Linked DNA regions of Mus musculus: region 2 is linked to region 1. A link is a contact called in public HiChIP or PLAC-seq data. All regions are on one chromosome and are shown on one strand. Each heading gives the region's core, a stretch centred on a gene start, on an enhancer-like site or on the middle of the called end of the contact. The rest is flanking DNA. Distances are from core to core; before and after follow the strand shown.

The links. HiChIP or PLAC-seq counts read pairs in DNA pulled down with a chosen protein or histone mark.
Region 2: a contact with region 1 is called in an H3K27ac HiChIP or PLAC-seq map of embryonic stem cells, with 9 read pairs. The contact joins the promoter of Ndufs4 here to the enhancer-like site in region 1. A contact is called at or near these places in 2 of 39 promoter capture datasets (hippocampal neurons and liver), 5 of 484 Hi-C or Micro-C datasets (liver, rod photoreceptor, stem cell-derived motor neurons and 1 more), 5 of 115 datasets of contacts at active chromatin or transcription factors (the SCID.adh cell line, bone marrow-derived macrophages and embryonic stem cells) and 2 of 9 other capture datasets (adipose tissue and pancreatic islet).

Annotation. Positions count from the first base shown.
Region 1 is chr13:114,268,327-114,273,306 of GRCm38.p6, reverse strand. No RefSeq gene overlaps it. Among named protein-coding and RNA genes, the nearest start is that of Gm41072, 62 kb to the right of the region's middle. Within about 2 kb of position 1,711, at least 14 of the 459 cell types and tissues checked have an H3K27ac peak or open chromatin away from gene starts, as enhancers often do. A contact at or near this core is called in embryonic stem cells, liver and uterus, where this site is marked.
Region 2 is chr13:114,386,177-114,391,420 of GRCm38.p6, reverse strand. Ndufs4 (NADH:ubiquinone oxidoreductase core subunit S4) reads left to right here and starts at 3,327. Exons shown (of 5, transcript NM_010887.2): 1 at 3,327-3,462. The coding sequence starts at 3,365.

The sequences.
Region 1 (4,980 bases), core at 462-2,961:
AGGGAACATCACGAGACAGCTACGTGGACACGAAGAAAACAAGGTACCCAGCAAAGAGAAGTGGCTAGAAAGAAACCAGCCAACTATTCTGGAGGTGGAGAATGTAATAACAGAAAGCAAAACGTAGAGTATCAACCGCAGACTCACACAGAAAACAGAGGAAGAAAGGAACCTTGGGCCACTGGAGCTCGGGCCTGATGCTGCTTCTCATTCCCCGGGAATGCTAGAAACATGAAGATCGGCCTTCTCACTCCATGGAACTCCAATTCCTGTAGGAAGGAGAAGGTGAGGGTCTCTGCGCTCTGCTCTAAGTTCCATCTCTTGCCCAGGGTAGGAGACCTGCCATTTCAGGCTGCTCCAAAGGAGATAGAAGAGATTATCATCCTGTAATGGAATAATGTGTCCTTCCTTCCCAGAAACAACTTCTCTGGTGCAGATGCTGGGGACACTTGAAGAGAGCAGCATGGTGCTAGTCTGACCTCAGAATTAGGACTCCAAAAAGCATAGCGTTTACCTTGTTCTTTGTTGTTGCTGTTGTTTTTGTTTTGTTGTTGTTGTTGTTGTTGTTATTGTTGTTCCAAATACTGGCCAAAAGCAGAGCATGCTTTCCCTGGCCTTCTGGGCATCTGCCATTTCTTTGAAGGCTTTTTGTCATGTGGCTGCCTGCAGACCTCTATTGCAAACTGCATGGCTTTCTCTCTCCCCCACTCTCTCTTCTCCTGGCAGCTGTGAAGTCTACAGCCTGCCTGTCCTGTTGTTTTTCTTTTAAACGCTAATAAAATTGTCCCTGACCTTCCTTTCAGGTTCATTTTTAAATTATTTTATTACTGAGATTAAGAGGCCCAAAAGAGAAGCTAAGGGACATAGGCATCTTTAGAGAGAATTGACAAAAGAAAGGTAGAAACCTAGTCTAAAGAAGAAATAACCGAGGTCCGTGGAGAGAATGAGCACACACTAAGCCCAGAATACTCCAGGCAAACGCAAATAAGGTTTTCATGGAGACACAGTGTAAATACATTGTCAGAAATCAATGACAAAGACTTTTGAAAACAGCCAGAAGAAAATGAGTCCCTTCTTGTAAGGGAAATCCCCCAAAGACTGCAAGCAGATTTCTCACCAGAAACCACTTAGGTCAGGATGGTATAGGCAAACTTGCTGAAAGGAAAGGCAAGTCTGCCAACCCAAAATCCTTCACAACAAAGCTGGCCCTGAATCCTGATACGGCTGACAGAAAAGGCTTTCCCCAAGCGAATAACAGAAAAGAGATTCCGTCCCAAGATCTGCCTTATAGCAAGCTGTTGTAGCAACAGATAGTTAATGATCAACATAAAACAAAGACAAAACTCGCCGGCAAGAGTTGACATCCACGCAAATTCAGAATGTTCTAACCCTCACTGGGACCAGGACGTTGCTCCAGCCTCCCTTTCACCTCCCTTCCTGGTAATGTCTCTTGAAAGAATTCAGATGAGGTATGCAGCACAATGCAGAAACTAGGCGGGGTTTATTACAAGATATAGTGGACTGAGTGGGCGACGGCCAAAAGCAGCTACGTGTTTAGGTAGGCTTTGTTTCTAAATCTTGGAACAGACATTATTCCTGTGGGACGTTTTATGTCTAGGTGACTGACAGTCCCATGTGGGTCGACTCTTAAGGGAGAAGTTATGGTATGTAAGGCCTCCTGCCTGATAGTAAACGTTGACCTTCCAGCCAGTTCAGAAGGCCGAGTCTCTACCCAGGGCTGGGTTCATGGCTCAGATCCCATTCTTTTGATGAGTAACATGTAACAGATTAGTAGATTAGAAAGAATTACAGCAAAACCCCAAAATGAATCTAAAAAGAAGGAAAGAAAGAAAGAAAAGAAAAGTCTGGGAGGAAGAGCTGTCCCTTGGCTCCAGCGATGCTGTCCCTCAGCTCCAGGGACTTCCTCCTTCTGACTTCTTGTCTCATCTATAGCTGTGCTGTCACGAAGGGCAGCTGCAATGCGTTCACCTCTTTCACAAGGCATTTGAACCTATAAGGAAGAGCTATTGGGATGGCTCCCACTGCCTTTACCTGCTACCAAATTAAGAGTGTTAATGAGCAAGCGCATAGGGAGTGGGCCTGAGGTCATTTTCAAGTCAAAGACAGAGCAAGCCTCTAGAGGTCAGATTTGAAGGACAATAGTGAATCTGACATCTTCCACACATCTCCCCCATGAAAACCTTGAGACCCTTCCCTTTTGGAAAACGGGGAACTTTGCTTTGAGATGGCCTTTGTTCTGTTTTCCTGATGTAAAGCTCTCTCCTCATCTAATTCCTGTCTTCTAATTTGCTTTGGGAGCGGTGACAGGTAATATAGGGCCACCAAGTCCTATATTACAAGGAACAAGTGGAATCCTCCTGCCTCTGCTCTTGTGTCTACAAGCTGGTGATTACAAGGAGGGAATCCATCTTCACTGGCCTTCAAAAATCTGCTGGTATCTAGATATCTAGCAAAAGTTACCAAAAATAACTACAGATGCAGTATTTTAAACGCACTATTAAAAAGTGTAAATTCTGATGTCACAAACATGGCTGAAATGTTGAAGTTGATATCATATTAAAATTGACTGTTACAAGCATTTAAGGCACGGAGAGGAATACATACTGTGTGTGTGTGTGTGTGTGTGTGTGTGTGTGTGTGTGTATTATATATAATTTTTTTCTTTTTCTTTCTTTTTTTTTTTTTTTTTTTTTTTTTTTTGAGACAGAGTTTCTCTGTGTAGCCCTGGCTGTCCTGGAACTCACTCTGTAGACCAGGCTGGCCTCAAACTCAGAAATCTCCTGCCTCTGCCTCTGCCTCCCACGTGCTGGGACTAAAGGCGTGCACCACCACTGCCCGTATATATAATGTTTTATTTAAGTCTTATGATATAATAGAAAAGCTTGGGGTACATTCAGAAAATATAATGGAATAAAAACCTGTCGTTACAAAAAGAAAAAAAATCAAGCCAACACAGAGAAATAAAGAGTCAAAGGAGTACATAAGAGTCAGAAAACCACGAACGGCACACATAGCTCTTTCCGATCTCTAATTCCCTTAAACGGACTTGGCTAAATTCTTTCATCAAAAGGCAGAGTGGGTATACTGGCTAGTTTTGTGTCAACTTGACACAGCTGTAGTTATCACAGAGAAAGGAGCTTCAGTTGAAAAAATGCCTCCATGAGATCCAACTGTAAGGCATTTTCTCAATTAGTGATCAAGGGGGAAAGGCCCCTTGTGGGTGGTGCCATCTCTGGGCTGGTAGTCTTGGGTTCTATAAGAGAGCAGGCTGAGTAAGCCAGGAGAGGCAGGCTAGTAAAGAACATCCCTCCATGGCCTCTGCATCAGCTCCTGCTTCCTGACCTGCTTGAGTTCCAGTCCTGACTTCCTTGGTGATGAACAGCAGTATGGAAGTGTAAGCCGAATAAACCCTTTCCTCCCCAACTTGCTTCTTGGTCATGATGTTTGTGCAGGAATAGAAACCCTGACTAAGACAGTGGGTGAAGCATTAAAAGATGTGGCAGTTAAAAAGAAAAGGGAAACAAGACACACAACACCCCCCCAAACTTGGGCATTAAAAACACGAAGCTCAAGTGAGATGGGTGTGGGGGAGTGTTAGGGAGCATGGGGGTGTGGGGGAGGGTCACTGGCTACAGCAGAGTCTTGCTTGACTCAGGGGACAGGGTCTGTGACAATCGACAGCCACCATCACCACTGAGAACTAGTAGTAGTTCCCTGGTCTTCCATCTCCTGAACTTGAATAAGTTTCAGAGAAGACTTTTATTGTGTTTAAAAGCAAGCAAGCAGAGCTCTCAAGGGGCTGCCATTCAGGCTCTTTTCTAGAGGTTAATGAGACCTTTCTGGGTGGAGTCATGGGGAAGGAAGTGGTCCCTCTGGTTGATCCACCCATCCTAGTGACTGGGCTAGAACTGTAGGCACACCTTCAGGGTTCAGTGAGGAATCTGATTACATGTAGTTCTGAGGCTGCTGTGCTCATTGAACTGTGATGTAAAGGGAAAGAAAAATGAGAAGGAGAAGCCAGGACATGAGTGCCCTTAAACATCAATTGCCATTCCTGGCCTCTGACCAACATGGATCTGCTAGCATGACGGACAAGGCATGATGGGCAAGGTATCAAAGGCAAGGAGCAGAACGGCTGTATTGGAAGGTCCCCTCTCCCCCAACCTAAAATGACCATCTAGGTTTCCTTCTGTTCTCATCAAAAGGATAAAAGAAAATATTGTGTGAAATAGTAACCACAAATGAATAAAGTAGCTCTGCTTAGGTAAAATAGACTGTCAAAAATGTCACAGGCATACCTCAGCAAGCCTTTAAAACCAGCATTCAGAAGTCTGAGGCAGGGGGATCACAAGTAAGGCTGGATTATATGAGAGAGTTGAGGAGAAAGGTAAAGGGGTAAAATAGAAGAGAGAGAAGAGAGGAGAAGAAAGAGAAGAGATGAGGAGAGAGAGAAGAGAGAAAAGAGGGGAAAAGAGAAAAAGAGAGAAGAGAAAAAAGAGAGGAGAAGAGAGAAGGGGAGAAAAGAGAAAAGAGGAGAAGAGAGAGAAGAGAGGAGATAAGAGATAAGAGAAGAGAGAAAAGAGGGGAGAAGAGGTCTAAATCTGATCTTCTAGTCTGAAGGTCTTGACTGAAGATCAAAGTGTATGGTCAGATAAAATGGTTCAGCCTGTGCCCACTGGGCCCTATCCTTCTTTCCCACTGTTGTTCAAGCCTTGGCTTTCCCCTAGCTAAAGAAGAGACATGAACTCTTAACTCCTAATAAGCGTGTGGAATCACATTGGTTGATCAAGTGTACTGTCGTTCCTATGGTTTGTCTCAGAAAATAAAAAAGTAAACACCAGCTACTAAACCTATCACAGAGATGAAGATAGCAAAAGTACAATAATTTGGGGATCAATTCATCAAAAATTATGTAACAGCCACACATTTAATCTCGGCAGTTAGGAGGCAGGGGCAGAC
Region 2 (5,244 bases), core at 2,078-4,577, 120 kb before region 1:
TGCCTAATAAATAGTGGTGTAATAATTAAGCTATTTGCTATCTGACATCGCACAAAGTGTGGACATATTTTGCTCGAGGTTGGTTCAAAGCCAGATCAATGTTGTCATTAAAAACATAGGCTCTTTCCTTTTCTATGTTCTTCCTTCCTGTCTTGTGGGCTACCATTGATCCCTTCTTGCTAAGAAGAAGCCACAACTCCAGATATTATGTCCTTATATAATGACCAGCAAAAGATGGATAAGGGGCATTGTTACTTCTTCTTCTTTCTTCTTCTTCTCCTCCTCTTCCTCCTCCACCTCCTCCTCTTCTTTCCTCCGTTCCTTCTCCTCCTCCTGTTTCTCCTCCTCTATCTCCCTTGTTGCTTGACCTTCCCCTGACCCAAGAAGCCTTTCTTTTCTCATAAGGGATTTCAGATCCTACTGGCTCTGGACCAAGTAATGTGCTAGCTGCAATATCTCTTCAGGGAAAGCAAGTATACAGCAGTTTTGGTCTCGTTTTGTAGGTGTTAGGTTCCATCAACAAGGAAGAGGGAGGTAGGGAAGGGTCTGAGATGTAGTTGCTACCTTATACAATGATATAAAGTAATAGGTAGGATCTGGGGGCCTATGGGATAGTGAGGGAATTGGCAAGAAAGAGTACTCCAGTGAGCAACAGCCTATGGAAGACTGGGGCATAAGAGAGAAAAACTTCTGGTGAGCAGAGTGGAAGGAGTCTGGTGAAGAAGACCGGAAATAGCCTGTTTTGAGAAGATCAGGTATTTTTCTCTTTGCCCCAAAAGCAATGATAATCCCCGGGAAAGAGTCATAAATCAATGTTATATAAATTGGTGTTCGGGATAGTCCAGTATGGACCGTGGTATACATTTAGGTAAAAAGTGAGAATCAAATTATATAGCTTGGTAATTATTGTAAGTAAAAAGAAAAATCTTTATTTGGTCAATATTTATTGCAGAATTTAAAAGACAAATTTTTCCTGGAGGTAAGAAAAGCCACTAGGAAATTGATCTTCGGGGCTGGAGAGAGGGCTCAGCAGTTGAGAATTCAGCTGTTCTCGCAGTCTTGGGTTCAATTCTCAGCACCCACACGGCAGCTCACAACAGTCTATAAAACCAATTCCAAGGGATCTGACACCCTCACACAGGCATACATGCAGGCAAAAACATCAGTGCATGCACAATAAAATTAAATAAGCCATAAAAAATGAAATCAATCTTATTTCTCAAAGGATTTTTGCTCTTGCCTCCCTGGTCATATTATAGAACTTCCACAAACGGCTACAACGTACAAAATGCAAAGCAGAAGTAAAAGAAGCCTGGAAATTCATACAGAAATTTCTAGGGTGAGATTGAAATTGGAGGTTAGAAAGAGCCTCCCAGTGAAGGGGACATGTGAGAAAATTATAGGAGGAAGGACAGAGACAGAGAGCAGGGGCAAGGGAAAGAGGAGATCACTGGGAGAAGAGTATTCCAGATGCTAGAAAAGCATCCTGGGCCTAGAGAATGTCCAAGGTAAAGTCTTTCAGACCGAATCATGCCTGGTATATTGGGAAATATCTATTGGGTTTAGAGTATAGCAACTGACGGAGAACAGAGTAAGTTCTAACAGAGTAAGTGAGTAAAGTCAGGAGTCTTTTTCCCTTCCAGTGTTAGGCCTGAACTCAGGCATATGTCCACGATAAGCCAATGCCATACCACTGAGCTACATCTTCGTCCCTACATTGGCCTTAAAAAATATTATAATAAGGTGTCTGGCTTTTCCGAGGATGAGCTGAGCTAGAAAAGGTGTTTAGTAGAAAAGAGGGGAATGTGTGACTTCTGACCCCATAGTTTTGATTGCTGAGCTGAAGCAGATTGGGCAAATGCAAACATCCCTGCAGAGGGGGACTGTGGTTTGGATCAGAGTCCTACTAGGAGAGGCAGGGAACATAATCAAATTCTAAATACATTTCAAAGATGGAGGCAAAAAGAGCAACCAAGGACCACCCTAAGAGGCTCCGCTAGACAGCTCAGTGGTAAAGTACTTGCCACCAAACCTATGACATTAGTTAGAATGAGAAAACTGACTGTTGAAAGCTGTTCTCTGACCTCCACATGTGCCGTGGCACCCATTTGTATGCATACATACATAAATAAGTACATTAAGAAAGAATCATGACAGGTATTGTGAATACCCAGGCCAACGCTATATCAATATGAAAACTAATGTTCTCCCATCAGTGTTGGGGTATCGTTTGAGAAACAACGTTGAAGACATTAGTGGATGAAAAGGTCTGTGAATACTCTGGAGGCTGAAGAAGGAGGGTGGTAAGTTGAAGTCTAGCCTGGATAACATCGAGAGATACTGTCTCTTACAAGAAACAAAGAAGCTAGGAATGTAGATCAGTGATGAACTGCACACCTGTCCCTGGATTTGACATCGCAGACTTGGAAACAAAAAGAAAAGAAAAGAAAAGGTTTGTTGAAGCACTGAGGAGCCAGGTGCGATTAGATAGGACACTTAAACCTGGTTATCGTTTATAATCTTTGCTTTTTGTTACTTTTAATGGCCATTGGAATGGAATGGGTGACAAATGGAAGGGATGATGGAGATAGGAAGAATAATCAAGATGGCTCCGCCCCTTTTCCGGGTGGGGCGCGGGGGGGGGGGCGAGGTGTTTGCTTGGTAGTTCCAGTGACAACCTTCCATACTCTACCCTCAACCTCAAATCAAAGGCTTATAAGAGCAGATCACCAAGCCTTTGGTACCTGTATGCTAGGTAGGCAAGCACTCTACCAACTGAGCTACATCCCCAGCCCCCACTAGATTTCATGTAAATCCATATGGTCTTTCTTTCTTTCTTCCTTTTTTTTTTTTTGCGAGGCTAGCTTTTTAGTGTGGAAAATATGATTATTATAACTACAGACCATCAAACTGAGTGCAGCCTGTTCTGAAGGCTTGCAAACGGAATCTGGCAACACTTTGGGAAAGTACTACTTTAGTTTCTCAAAGACTCAAGAAGCCCTCCGGCTCTTCCAGTGGGCCCAGCCTCAGATATTCCGAGTTCTTTGAAAAATTATGAGTTACAGGTGTTTACATTTTTCGAAGCGTTTTCTTTTGGGCTTCTCAGCCTCAATGTAAATGACCAACCTTACTAACAAGGATTACTTTCTATAGAGGCATCATTTGCATTCACTGAGTCCTTTCATCCATTTCCCTCTTTAGTTCTTTCAGCTAGAACTTTAATTTCTTTTCTAGGTCCTCAATCGCAAAAGGAAAACAAACAGAACATGCCTCTGTTTCACTGCGGCCGCATTGCTTTGAGAACGGAGGAAGTGAGTCCCTAGCGGGGATCCGTACTCGCATCCTGGCGTTTGCCTACAGGAAGATGGCGGCGGTCTCAATGTCAGTGTCGCTGAGACAGGCGATGTTGGGGCGAAGGGCAATGGCTACAGCTGCCGTTTCCGTCTGTAGAGTTCCATCCAGGTAACATAACTGTCAGCCTTGTCGAGCTATTCATTCAGGGTTCCCAGGTCGCTCCACTTTGGGGGAGGCTGGGCCGGCTGGGCCCCGGAGGCGGCCTTGGGAACGCGTCCTCCCTTGACCCTTCCTCGGGATGCGGGGACCGACGCTGGTTTCCGGCGAGGCGCCTGCGGGGCCTGGGGTTCTGCAGCTGCGGACGGGCGAGGGTCTGTGCGGAGGAGCTGTGAACTGGATCGTGGCTCCTGAGAAGGGGAGGAGTCTGGGCGACCTCTCTCCCAATGTCCTACATCCCTTCCGCTTGTCACCTGCTTGCCCCATTCCAGCCTGAAAGGGTAAATCCCTGCTATCCTTTCCCTGGCTTTAGTTAATATCGGCTGGGCTTCCAAACAGAAAGGTTGTTGTATTCATCATTGTGCATAAGAGGAAAACTTCTCAGGACTTCAGAGTTTATAGCAATATCCATCGGAAGGTTACAGCGTACCTGTTTTTTGTCTTTCTAACCAGTGCGTTCCAGTCTTAAGTTCCACCACGGAGCTACGCTCTCAGGCAGCAAGGTGGCTTTTATTTTGATTTGTTTACTTCGTTTGTTTGTTTGAGACAGATCACACTATGTAGCCCTAGATGCCGGAAGGTTTCTTGTGGTGACTGCCCCCTCCCTTCCCCCCCGCCCCCCTCCGCAGCATTGCTCTATTTTACGTAGTCTCTGTTTTCCTGGGTGTATAAGATACTGGGTTTTATCACTTGTTTCGAAGTTTGCTCCTGTGAAGAGTGGCCTTGTATTGACAGCTGCATGCTGTGGAGACTACATTCAATGTTCACAGTGAGGATGGGTCTGTAAGGGGTGGGAAGAATGTGGTACAAAAAAAAAAAAAAAAAAAAAAAAAAAGGAAAAGTCTGGCACACTGGTACAAGCCTTTAATGCCAGCCAGCTCTGGGGAGGCAGAACCAGAGGCGGCTGGATCTCTGTGAGTTCCAGGACAGCCAGAGCTACTTAGAGAGACCCTGTCTCAAACAAGACCAAACCATTAAATACCTTTAAGAAAGAAAAAGGGAACTAGTATCTATCAAAATGCTTGTTAAATTAGTGTTAAGCTCAATACAGAGGGAATACAGAGTTAAAGTGAGCTGGTTGGAACTTTTGGAGACAAATTTTGATGCAGTTTTAAGTAGTGGTTGTTTTGTGGGAAAGAAAAGGTTGCCCTTAGTAAAGTCAGGAGATTTGTAAAAGGCCTCAGGGACTGGGGATAGAGTTGAGTTGGTACAGAGAGTGCCTAGAGTTCATGATGTACTGGCTTCAGTCTCCAGCACCTAATAAAACGTTCCTCGGGCACATAAACTCTAATCCCAGCACTCCAGAGTTGCAGAAAGGGTGGGGCGGGGGCTTTTCTGCAGACAGTAGTAGAGCACTATATCTATCTATCTATCTATCTATCTATCTATCTATCTGTAAATAGATATATATATGCGTGTGTGTGTATATATATATATATATATATATATATATATATAGAGAGAGAGAGAGAGAGCGCAGTCACTGGAAAATAAATACTGTAATACTGGTGGAAAGTAAAAGATAAATTTGTAATAAAGTGTTTTACACATGAGGAACTTGGGAAAAACCAAATTGTTCTCTAAGATAAAATACTCCAGTGATTACTTTATGCTGACCTAGTTTAGACCTTTCCCACTTACACATTATGGAGATTAATTTACATAATGTAATACTAATGTGCTCATTATAGAACTTGAACTGAAAACAAATTTAAGGGACCATTAGTGTATTTC